3 separate regions of the Danio rerio genome follow, and all the other regions are linked to region 3. The links are chromatin contacts, called in public HiCAR-type and Micro-C maps. All regions are on one chromosome and are shown on one strand. Each heading gives the region's core, a stretch centred on a gene start, on an enhancer-like site or on the middle of the called end of the contact. The rest is flanking DNA. Distances are from core to core; before and after follow the strand shown. Region 1 has its middle 26 kb from the start of znfl1g. Region 2 has its middle 18 kb from the start of msl1b. Region 3 overlaps zeb1b (zinc finger E-box binding homeobox 1b).

The links. A called contact is a pair of places that touch in the nucleus more often than the background predicts. HiCAR-type assays count read pairs that join an accessible place to other places.
Region 1: a contact with region 3 is called in a HiCAR-type map of caudal fin, with 4 times the contacts expected there. The contact joins two enhancer-like sites. A contact is called at or near these places in 1 of 18 Hi-C or Micro-C datasets (hematopoietic stem cells) and 1 of 4 datasets of contacts at active chromatin or transcription factors (caudal fin).
Region 2: a Micro-C map of caudal fin shows a contact between it and region 3, with 2.4 times the contacts expected there. The contact joins two enhancer-like sites. A contact is called at or near these places in 3 of 18 Hi-C or Micro-C datasets (caudal fin, embryo and hematopoietic stem cells) and 1 of 4 datasets of contacts at active chromatin or transcription factors (caudal fin).

What each region holds. Positions count from the first base shown.
Region 1 is chr12:28,792,370-28,796,362 of GRCz12tu, reverse strand. It overlaps a transcript of znf438 not described here. Among named protein-coding and RNA genes, the nearest start is that of znfl1g, 26 kb to the right of the region's middle. Within about 2 kb of position 2,177, at least 3 of the 62 cell types and tissues checked have an H3K27ac peak or open chromatin away from gene starts, as enhancers often do. A contact at or near this core is called in caudal fin, where this site is marked.
Region 2 is chr12:28,816,306-28,820,686 of GRCz12tu, reverse strand. No RefSeq gene overlaps it. Among named protein-coding and RNA genes, the nearest start is that of msl1b, 18 kb to the left of the region's middle. Within about 2 kb of position 2,081, at least 4 of the 62 cell types and tissues checked have an H3K27ac peak or open chromatin away from gene starts, as enhancers often do. A contact at or near this core is called in caudal fin, where this site is marked.
Region 3 is chr12:28,592,065-28,596,533 of GRCz12tu, reverse strand. All of the region lies in intron 1 of zeb1b (zinc finger E-box binding homeobox 1b), which reads left to right. All of the region lies in intron 3 of LOC141376810 (a long non-coding RNA gene), which reads right to left. Among named protein-coding and RNA genes, the nearest start is that of zeb1b, 58 kb to the left of the region's middle. Within about 2 kb of position 2,618, at least 10 of the 62 cell types and tissues checked have an H3K27ac peak or open chromatin away from gene starts, as enhancers often do. A contact at or near this core is called in caudal fin, where this site is marked.

The DNA of each region.
Region 1 (3,993 bases), core at 928-3,427, 200 kb before region 3:
AATTAAATAAACTAAATTGGACAAAGTGTATGAGTGTGCATGTGAGAGTGGGTGTTTCCCCTGTACTGGGTTGCAGCTGGAATGGCATCCACTGTGAAAAATATGCTGGATAAGGATGTTCATTCCGATGTGGCGACCACTGATGAATAAAAGCACTAAGCCAAAGGAAAATGAATGAATACTAAGAGTTATTATTATACAAATTTACAAAGACAAGTCTATATGTGCATATATATTTGATATATTTAATAAAGACAAATTACAAGATAAAAACTCAAAATTGCAAGAAACGCGTAACAAAGCTATAAACTTTTAATTGAGCAAAATTAATTTATAAATCTAAGGAAAACTACTAATTATGAGATTTTAAAAAGTCTGAATCCTCACTTTTGCTTCCCAGATTTGTAAGTTTACATCAGTCAATCCAAACAAAAGAATGGATTGTGAGATTAAAAAAAAACTTTATATTACTACTGTTGTCTAATACTTGTTGATTGCCAGTAAACATGCAGATCGATATACTACTCGAGATCCGCCATTATATGGACTACAGATCCAGTCATGCACTGCTAACACGCACCTGTTCCAGATTCCGCTAATTGCACATGCACGCACGCACGCACACACACACACAGCAGGAGAATTGTCAAGAAACGATAACAAAGACTATTTAAACAGCGAAAACACACATCAGTGCTGAGTTTTGTTATCTGTGACATTATAACACAGTTGCCTTGCCTTGCCAACCCTTGCTTTGTAGTACTGTTTATTCCTGTCTGCTGCCTGCCTTTTGAACACCTGCCTTTTTACTGAACATGACTTTGAATTTCCTGTATACATCTGTTTTCCCCTGTGTTGACCAATGCTTGCCTGACAATTTTCCTAATAAACCCTGCATTTGGATCTGCACTCTGTTGTTAGTGTCCCCATTACATTACAACTTTAACAGAAAAGGTGTACCATAGCTGATAACAATAAAAAAACCTAATATTTAAATTTTTTTTAACACAAATTGTGAAAAATAATATGATTCATTAGTCTCGACAGCATTTATTTTTAGGTCGTTGTTACTTATTAAACTAACAGGCATCATAACAACCTGGTTGACCTCTTATCCATAGGTTATCATTATTATTTTAATTTCTTATTTATCAGAGTTGTGTCAGTATATTATTCAATGCGTAATGTGTGCCAAAAAAATATCTTCAAGAGTGCAACATAAAGGCTTAATCATGTTCTAACTTAATTTTAAAAGTTACACAAGCTGTTTTAAGTGTTTACCATAATATAAGTTCAATGGACTCATAAGGGTTATTTAATACAGCTTAAAAATTTAAGACAACCAGGATTTTTTTGCAGTGCAAAACACATTTGAAAAAAAAAAGAAAAACAGATGAGCCCTTAACAAGCTGGTGCCAGCAAAATAAAACCTTCATAGCCTAACATAAGATATGAGATTATGAGGGAATGGCAAGCCAGTGCTTACCTCAGTCTTTTATACAGCACATTGCCACACTGTTCTGGCACACGATTTTACCCTCTCCTAATTGGCCCTTTAAAAGCAGTGCTGAGGGTTTGTAAGCTGTACTAAGCTCCAGCTTTTGGCTTTTTGTGCTCTGTCGAGTCAGTAATATTGATGTGTGATTTCTCATGCCATTGTCCAAGTAAACAGCAGGTGGAAAGCCTAGAAGAAAATATCAATCCTCAGTTATCAAGAGCCCCGGAGGCATGGCTGTATTGAAAAGCACAAGATCTCAGTGATAAATGTGCAGAGATGCGTTATTAAAGTGTGTAGTTGCGAAGTATGAGTTGAAGTATGTGACTGTGTTGGGAATGCTGCTTGATGTATGGGTTTTAGCAGTGCTGTAAAAGTATTCGGATGCGACATGTGACACGTGCAGCTCAGGTACATGTGTGAGGTCAATGAGCTGCATGCAGAACTCAACTGTCAGCTGGTAAAGGCACAGCCAATGCATTAACTTGCTGAAAAAGCTTGTAAATGCACTCAGCCGTTTAATACAGGAAAGCTCAGAACTGCTCTCCTTATTTCTTGCCTTTTCTTTTTTACTTTCTCTCTTTCTCCCTTCAGTTGCTGCATAACATGGTATTGATTATAAAGACATATGAGAGGTAGGCATTGCATTGACGTCGCTGTTCAGAGCTCTTGCACAAATAACATGTGAAGAATTTTAGGTTGCTTGTAATGTGGTGAGACTGACGGGTTTTGGTGTGCATGGCTCTTTTCCTGTTTGAGACCAAATTGGCAAAACAAAACAAAACCACCACAACAACATTAGTTTCAATTGAAAACTGAACTGTGCGTTTCTTGCCAGAGAGAAATTTTGTACAGTCGTTTAGAGAGTTTTGCATAGCTGAACCCGAGGAGAAAGAATGAGAGGTTTACACAGTTTGGTTTAACCCTGCCAATGTTTGTGTGCAGTTTCTGCCTGTTTATTTTTCTTTTATGTTTATTTTATGGTTTCTCTGTTACCAAGACAGACCTCTCCAAAGAAAAATGAATATGAGAGGTTTCTCAAGAGATCTTTTAAAATTGGATGCCAGATATTTCAACATTGTGAGTAACTGAGGGATAGAGACATGAACATTTCTGGATTAGCTTCGTGACTAGGCACCAAACTATGCATTGGGAAACAGGATGTAATATAAAACTATGGGGAAAATATTCAAGACGAACTCTCTATTTTGGTTTGACTAAATCATGCTGAAATTATAGTTTCAAACAGGTTACGTTTCAAAGTTTGTGTGAACCGGATGTTTTTTTTTTTTTTTTTTTGTGCATCATTGCATTAAGAGCGAGTGTGGTTAAGAACATTGTGGCTGAAGCCGTCAAACTGACGTCAATGGAGAAGGACCACCACCAAGCAAATGGTTGGACTTTGATTAAAGATTACAAATAAACTTCTTTACCAGTGGATTAACAGATTAATTGTTCACCTAAAGAATAACAATGTATACTAGCAAAACAAACATTATGAATTAAGATTTCACACAGAATTTAAGAAAAAGTACCGTGGAAATCAAAATTAGACAATAACACAAAATACATTTTTAAATGTAATATACATCGCTTAAAATTTGAGGGAATTGTGCTAGTAGAACAGTGTTTAACAATGTCACTTTCATGTGTGTAAAATACAGTAATAAAAGATAAAAAGCAGCAACAATTGTAGAACTCATTGCAAAATTTAGATTGTAGAAAGATTGCAAACATTTATGAAAGTTACAGCAGTAAAAACTTAATAGTAAGTGTACAGTAAAGAACATTGATTTCAATGACATAGGCCCAATCCCAATTCTACCCCTTCCCCCTTACTCCTCATTTTGGGCATTCACATGAAGGGGTAGGGGTGTGCCAATTCTCTTCAGCTTGAAGGCGTAGGGCTAAGCTAGACTGAGATTTTTCAGGATCACACTCGAAACCAAGGGGTAAGAAATTTTCCAAGAATACACCATCTACAACGGCAGCATGAGTAGTATTTTTTTCATTAGTATTTTTTTCATTATTCCATTTTTTTTTCCAACAAACAAGCATATGTTTAAATGTATTCATAACTGCATTTGTGTTTTACCGTAATGCTTAAAAACCTCACTAAAATAAAAACCACTAAATTTTGCTATCTATAATCCATAATAAGAATCCTGTATAGCAGTCTCATAACACAGCTGAAACTCGGTGACACTCGAATCCCCTGTCAGAAAAGTCTAGTGGCTGGTTTTTACAGTGTCTGCTATAATGTTAATGTTGTTTTTGGTGTGTTTACATGGATGAATATGGCCACGGTGTAAATGCAGAGTACAGTTACGATCTTATTGGCACATTAGATCATCATGATAACATGATATCGTTGCCTTTAGTAAATTCCTGATGATGAATACCAAAAAAGTAGCACAACTTAAATAACAACAGCAGTCGATGGTCAATCTCATATGAAGTAAGACATTTGATGTAGTGTGCAGGTGTTTCAGTAGTGT
Region 2 (4,381 bases), core at 832-3,331, 220 kb before region 3:
TTTTTTTTTTTCTTGAAAATAAAATTTAACATCAAGTTAAAATTTAAAATGTACCTTTACTTTTCCTACCTGTTTAAATGATGATGATGATGATGATGATGATGATTATTATTATTATTATTATTATTTATTCATATTCGGGTATAGCTTAGTGTAATTGCGTTGTGACGGAGTAGTGAATCGACCCAGTCCTGTGTTACAGAACTCACTTTACAGAACAGTATATATTTTAACACAAATAATTAGAATGTGACTAATATACCTTAAACCTGGAGCTGTGTCTCCTGAAAATTAATTATATTAGTGGTGTGTTCTCGTCCAGGTTCAGTTCTTCATAGCTAAAAGGCATAGATAAATATATCTATGGCTAAAAGTTAAGAGTTGCGCAATCAGAAATCAGCTATCACAGCGCCCTCTAGCTCTGGTAGTCAGCAGAAATATGCTGACTGGGCCTTTATTGAACCTTTTTGTTATGTTTTGAAATTTTAATTCTGGTGCTTTTTCTGTTTGTATATATTGCAGCAATGTCCTTTTGCAAATAATGTCTGTACTGCAGTAATTCTGTGTCTGTATTATTTTTACATTTTATAAAGCTCTTTATAGAGCTTAAAACTCTTAGATAGCAATTAATTTTTTGTATTGAATTTCTGCAGCAAAAGAAACAAAATGCTGCATTTACTAAACCCAACAAAACAAAAGGGTAGAGAGGCTTCAAATATAAGGGCAGACCTGACACATACATTAATGCCGTTTCTGTCATTTCAGCTGATGATAGTGTTTTTTGTCAGTGTGCTATGATTGACAAAAATGTCGAACATGTGTTAAGTGTTTTGAATAGTTATTTGATTTTGCAACATGTTTTCAATGTTTTGTAGGCGTGTTGCAGGGCTGGACTGGGGCAAAAAATCGGCCCTGGCATTTTGGGCCAGTGCGTCCCACTACATTCAATCAAAATGCTATCTATCTATTGATCATAAAAAAGAAATCCAATTTCTTGCATTCCCCATTAATTTTCTCTTTCCACACCCTCAAAACTTGTCTTATGTATTGTCAAACTCTCCTGTAGTGTTTTCCTCTGGCATGCAGGCGCCGTAACATCCCACCCTGTATCCCCTAAACACATATTTATACTTGCAGTTGTGATAGGAGTTGTATCACCCCATCCTGTAAATATACAACATCTAAATCAATAATTTTCAATAATTACCCAAATATGTAAGAGAGTGGGTTCTGAGGGGGGAGACGAAGGGGTCAGGCGTTCATCTTTTGAGCCTATACGAGCAAATGGGTGAAAAACAAACAAAAAAAGGAGGTCTTGTAACCAGGCGGAGGGAGTGACTCAGACACAATCAATTCTCCATGAGCTCTCAGTGGAGCTTCCAAAGCCATGGAAACAAAAACAACACTCCCAACTCAGGTTTACAGCTCAAGGACCCGTCCTGTTTATTTTCAACCTCCAAAACCAACCCTATTATTATTCCTGCAGCGGTCGGAGTTGACTTGTAAAATACTCAGTGTGGGAGGAACGGAGAAAGCATTTTGAGTTCCATCACAACAAAGTTCACTCTAAAGGTGACAAAAGCGCTCTGTTTGCATGCCAGCACCTGGCCCTTATCTAATGGCCTAATTAGTCTGTAATAAAGGAGACTAATGGCTCTGTTCATTTAAACTAATGAAGGTGAATCACCTGGCTTTTGGCACCCACATTAAGAGCAAATGTTAAGTCCTTTAGTGTAATTATAAAAACTCAAAATTAATTTCATTAAGCTCCTGTCAGATATATAAAGCTAGAACTGAACTGACTAAGATGGCTGTCAAATTCGGCTTGTTCTCCTCTCTTTCTTTTATTTTTTGTTCCCTTCTGTCCTTTCCTCCATTCTCCTCTCCTGCAGTGACCACATGATTTATGCCTCTCTCCCAGTCTGAGAGTACATAAATACATATAAAGGTTGTAAACTCCCACCATCCATAAAAATGATTAAAGCACCTATTTTGGTTAAATCGGTGCCTGCCCACAACTGTGTTTGATTTTCCACCTAAACCAGAGCCATGTGACGTTCAGTTGAGGCTTCCAGGTCTTCACTCACTCACTCACTCACTTACACACACACACCCTTTTCCTGGGGGCAGGAAATGAAAGCCAGAACAGGAATGGGTATAAAAATATTTGGATGTCATCGTTTGAAGATGTGTCTTTAAACCAATAGCTGTCTGGATGGTGCAGGGCTTTCTCTGAGCATCAGGCTGATTGGAGTGATCTGTTATTGGTTATTAGAGACAGGTCTGTAGCTACGGGCAAGATCTATGAGATATTTTACCATTGAAACTGCATGCAGATGTTTGAGATCAGAGCGCTACCTTCGTGTGTGTTGTATATGCCATGTGAAATGGTGGTGCATCTGAATAACCTTCAACATGATGCTCTACCGTCATTCCCTCACTGAGATGAATAGTCCTGACCTATGCATTAAAGAAGATAATAAAGCCCATATCTATGCTTCAGCTGGAGAAGATTTATTTAAAGTGCACATTCAGAGACATGCAGGTATATTCACTCACTGGCCACTTTATTAGGTACACCTTACTAGAACCGGGTTGGACCCGCTTTTGCCTTCAGAACTGCCTTAATGCTTCGTAGCATAGATTCAATAAGGTACTGGAAATATTGCTCAAAGATTTTGGTCCATATTGATATAATAGCATAATGCAGTTGCTGCAGATTTAACAGCTGCACATTCATGATGCGAATCTCCCTTTCCACCACATCCCAAAGGTGCTCTATTGGATTGAGATCTGGTGACTGTGGAGGCCAGTGAGTACAGTGAACTCATCATGTTCAAAAACCAGAGGTGATTCACGCTTTATGACATGGTGCGTTATCCTGCTGGATGTAGCCATCATAAGATGTGTACACTGTGGTCATAAAGGGATGGACATGTTCAGCAACAAACTCAGGTAGGCTGTGGCGTTGACACGATGCTCAAGTGGTACTAATGGGCCCGAAGTGTGCCAAGAAAATATGCCCCACACCATCACACCACCACCACCAGCCTAAACCTTTGATACAATGTAAGATGAATTTATGCTTTCATGTTGTTGATGTCAAATTCTGACCCTGAATGTCACAGAAAAAATCGAGACTCATCAGACCAGGCAAAGTTTTTCTAATGTTCTATCGTCCAGTTTTGGTGAGCCTGCGTGAATTACAGCCTCAGTTTCCTGTTCTTAGCTGACAGGAGTGGCACGCAGTGTGGCCTTTTACTGCTGTAGCCCATCCGCAGATGTACATAATAAAGTGGCTGGTGAGTGTATATAAATAACGGTATTCCTGTAACTCAGAGTAAGACGCTTACACTGCCAGTGTCATCGGATTGATGCTCAGGATAAATAATACATTGCATTTTTAAATTAATGGAATAATTTAAAGAGGCAAATTCATTCTTGAATTAAGAGTAAAAGGAAGCTGTAATTTTCTTTGCAATATTGTATTTCCATGATGTGTCCTCACTTTGGATGAATGCAAGGTTACCTCTTAAAAAATAACATAGCAAATTGATAAAGAAATGAGTGGAAAAACAGCAGTTAATAAATCATTTGAAGATAGATGAGTTGTGCACAAGCTTTTTATTTCACCAGTGTCATGTTTTATCATTAAGTATATTTGAGCTTTTAAGGTCTGGCAGATTTTTATTTTTTATTTTTTATTTTTTGTGATAATGTGACGATGCAGAACAGATCTTTTAGCATTATCTTAAACATTATAAGCGTGTCATAAAACAGATGAGAGGCTCTCAGAAGCACACATAAACATCACATCCTTTACTTACCTGGCAAAACTGTCTTGAGCCCTTCAATAAACATCAGTCTACAGACTTTCATAGACAACCTAGAAAATTGAGAAAAGTGTTTTTTTATGTTTTATTAGAAGCTGTTCACACATTGGCAATAAAAAGCAATTCATAGATGGAAATCTGTAGATATATCATTTAAATTGAGAAAAAAGAATGAAACTAATTCTTTATTTGTGTGTTTAGTTAAAATACTCATAAATGTATGATTTTTAAAATGACTAACTAAAAATTTTTGTCATCTTCATCTTGAAGAACCCCCTCATCCACCCTGACTCCGCCCTCTCTTTCCTAGCATAATATAGGGTGGTGTGACACGGCGGCTCAGTGATTAGCACTGTTGCCTCACAGCAAGAAGGTTGCTGGTTCGAGTCATGGCTGGGCCAGTTGGCGTTTCTGTGAGGAAATGTTCTGCATGTTCTCCCCGTGCTTGCGTGGGTTTCCTCTTGTTGCTCTGATTTCCTCCCACAGTCTAAAGACATGTGGTATAGGTGAATTGAATAAACTAAATTGGCCGTAGTATAGTGCAAGAG
Region 3 (4,469 bases), core at 1,369-3,868:
GTGTGCGCCTGTGGCATCTCTTCACCTCTGTAAGTGTCAGGCTGTCTGAATGATCAGCTTTATGAGACCTGACCTTTAAATACAAGAGTCTGAGCACCCCCCTCTCTCAGTCTTCCTCTCTCTGAGCATGTGTGACAGGATCTGCCTCAGGCGAACCCGCCGTCCAGATGAATATGGACTTTGACGACGATGCTTTGTCTTTTCAAGTCATTAACAGTTTTTTCACCACCGTTTATACTCACAGCTCCATCTCTCACAGATCAAATGCTGCTGAATGCTGTTTTTTTAAACTATTTATGCTTGGAAAGAGCAGGGAGGGCTTATCTGTCTCCCCTTCCCCCATTCCGGTGCGCCCCTTTAACAAGAATAGTCATCCTTACTGCACACTTCACCTGTTCCCACAATCCAACAGCTGAGACTGATAGTGGGCCTCCTGTCGGGCTGGACCTTAGAGCGGTTTAATCCGGTTTAAGGTGTTTTCAGTCTAAATGAGCTGCATTAAAGAATGAAATAAATATACCAGTCATAAGCCAATCAAAATGCAGTGTTTCACTGATGTCATCATTGCAGTTATTCGCTTGTTAAGTGTGATGTTACGCGAAGTGGCTTTCAGGACCTGTAGCGCTCTATCAAACTTAATAGGGAGACTCAACAAATAGTAATACTAAATGTTTACAAAGCAATGTATTACTTTCGAAAATTATGATCGCAATATTCATATCTAATATCCGATGTCCGGAAAGTCATTGTTTTTGATGTTAATGTCAATGTTTTTATAAATTAATAAAATGTTGGTGTCTTTAATGCAGCAAGTCCAGAGACTGTTGTTTACACCCTGGTTTTATATAAAATTCACTTTAATGTGTGATGATATGACTAAAAAGTGACAAACAAATATTTTCTCAGTTCAAATAAGTTGTGGCTTAAACCCCGAAACACCGATATGTCATGACTTAACAAGTGGATTTTCACACAGTATTTGATATCAGGGCTGAAATAAAATCAAACCTAAATATTTAATCAAATACTTAATGTTGTGACAGCTAACAAAGTATAACTTAATGTCATGGACACATAGCAAAATCAAAAAAAATATGACAAAAAAGGAGATACAAATATTGATCTCTATATATATTACAAAATGAAAAAAATGCATTACAAAATAGGGATGCAATGATTTTAGATTTTGATTGTACGACTGTAGTCTGAAGAATAATCATGGTTATCTCGATTATTATGCATTCATTAATTACAAAACACCACTACTCTGTAAAACAAAATCTGTAATTTTTACATAATTTAATTAAAATAACAGATGTTAAATTACAGAAATTTTAATTTAAGGACATTTCTGTAATTTAATGGCTGTTATTTTACGTTTTTTCCGGCAGCTGGGGTAAAAACGTAAAATTACTGATATTTTTTTACAGTCTAGTTTAGAAAAATCACATGAAAACTCCTAATATTTTCAAGTGTTATTTATTGCTGCACAGTAACCAATTGATGCAGCACATAATAATAATAAAAAACAATCAATAGTCCATTTTTCTATGGACTTAAAAATAAGTGAAATTTTTTATTTTTTTTAACTTTTAAACATAAGTAATAATTTTACACTAACAAAAATAAATGACAGAAGAATAAATGAATAAATAATTAAATAAATAAACAAAAATAAGAATAAAAAAAAATTAAGCATAAATAAAACAAATAGGATTTGTCTAATCTAAATCTAAGCATCATATTAGCCAAGTTTTTCCCTTTTAAAGAGATTATTTCCATACGAATAATGAAGCTGATTGGTCAGTTCTGGTCACATGACTCAGGGTGTGCTCATGCCATTCTTTCAACTAGGTGCGCCGCGTTCGCACCGCGTGCACGTCACTCCCAATATGCACGCAAGAAAAGAAATAATGAACTTGCGTGCACAAAAGACACAGTATGTCAATGGCCCTTAGTTAATAGCTTCAGCCATGGTTAATCCATGGCATAACTTTTAGTTGCAGCAGTTTTGTTCTGTGCAGAAACACGGTGTTGAGAAGCCTTTACGATTAATTAACCATGACAAATTAAAGCACGGTTAATAGGGAAATTGGTTAATCGTTGGTTAATCTTTTACAAAAAAAGCTAAAACTAATATAAATACATAAAACAATAAAATACTTTAAATAAAAACTAGAAATATAAAAATAAAGCAATTTCAAAACATTAAATAAAACTAAAATCGAACTGCATCAAAAAGGAAAATTAATTTTTAAATTAAGAATAAAAAAGCACATCAAAAATACAAGTTATTTTAATTTAACATTCAGTTTTGCTTAAAAAGACAACAACAACAACCACATTAAAAGTTAAACTAAAATGTAAACTACTATTAATAACAACACCAACAACAACAGAGATGATTACAACTAAATACATAAAAAAGCTGACACAAAAAGCTAACAAAAAGTGTAAATGTGACACTAATATCTAATATAAATCTTTCGAGTTCTGTTCAATCAAGCATTCATCATCTTTGTCTGACTCAACCGATGTGCTATTTGGGAAATGCCCTGCATAAACACACACACACTGACAGATATACTCTTAAAATGACTAATGGTGTCTGAGTCACTCCGTGTGTGCAGAAATAAGTGTATCAGTGTGTGCTGCTCAGTGGTTTGGTCGTGCTGGTCAGTCAAGCAGACTGCAGTTCAATGTTTCGTCTAGACGCTACTGGCTCATTCACTCGTTCTTTTATTGATCATTTCATAGATTAAAACTTTTGGACAGTGTTTGTGTCCAAGAGAGTGAGCAGACACTATTACACGTCTGGAAAAACCACCAAACAGGGAAGCTTGTTCCCAGAGGAACCTTTTATTGCTCAGAGGTTGTTCTTTTATAGCGCAAGAGAATTAATAGTGTTCACAGTTGTGCTTCATTGAAGTATCAAGTACCTCTGTGTCATCAAGTACCACAGAGGACTTTCCCTAAGTCAGAGAAAAATGATTTAAAAGTAAGGCTCAATTCGATATATACCATTTACAGTATCGCATTTGCTAGATTGACAGTGTTTGAGTAGTTTTGGACAGTATTCTGTTTTTACGGTTCAGGAAATCTGATAATAAGTTTCAACATTTGAAATTCTATTATTTACAATGCAATCACATCTGCTTTTTACATAAATATTTTGACATTTGGTTATATTCTAGCTACCAGGCTCTTTTTACATTTCCATTTTAAATTTCAGATGCTTAAAGATCTGATTTGTGAGTCATTGACTACGTTTACATGGACATAAATAATCATAATATTGTCTTAATCTGAATGAGACAATAATATAAGTTGGAAAATGCACCTTCCAAGCTTTATACAGGTATGTATCTCATGCTCATCTCTTATGTATTCATGGAGATGTACACGTGGACGATTGTAATAACAAGGCCTCGTGGGTGTGGCCGCATTAAAAATAATGAACTGAGACTGAAAACAGTGTTGGTTTCATACTGATTACTTTATCAAACAATGTTTGTTTTCACCATGCACTTGCAGCATTTGAAAGTAGACACTTCAAGCTTTCTATATATATATATATATATATATATGTCTCATGTCTGGGTGTTTTGTTCTCGCAGAGTTTCAGTGCATTTTAGTGACGCGTTTTTAAAAACAGTTTGAAGAGAAGAGAAGAGAAAGAATGCCCACACTGTTTATTTTCCTTGTTTTGCAAAAGCACAGACTTTTGTTGTTGTTGTGAGTGTACACAAAAAAGTAAACACCTAACAGATTCGATGGATGTATTACTCTTATGCCGAGTTCAGACTGCATGATTTTCAAAGTACTCGTGTCACAGATGTTTTCACACTGCATGACTATCAGGGCTAGCGTTTTTTCGCTACTTTGTTTACACTGCAAGATTGATCGGCAACAGGGGGTTTCACATTGCATGACTTTACAAAAGGAAGAATTGCTGACAACTTCATCCAAACAACGTCTCACAGCCAAAAACACGTAGTATACATTTTGTTATTAACTACATAACGAGAAAGAAGCCTTTAATAAGGTAGAAAATGTACATATTTGCTCACCTGGGTTTAAAGGGAGTTAGCCATTTCTCCTCAACTTTCCTTTTTAACTTTCTGTATGAAACTTCAAACAGACATGGGTGCTCCTGTCAAACCTCCACAAGTTTTTCCTCCATTTCTTAGGTCCAAATAAACTATAAATGAACACTTTTAACTTCTCCCTCAACCTCCCGCTGGCCTGCAGGTACACACACAAGTAGATGCTACTCTCTCATTGGCTGTAAGCGATCGCCGATGTTATTTTTAGTCAAAACTCATTTCACACGGCATGATTAGAATCGCAGACAGCTCCAGATATTTAGCATGCCAAATATCTCACAGGCATCGGTGACTCATCGGCGATTCTCTCAGATCGCATCTTTGATAGTTCACACAGTGTGATTGTCACTCACGTGCACAAGC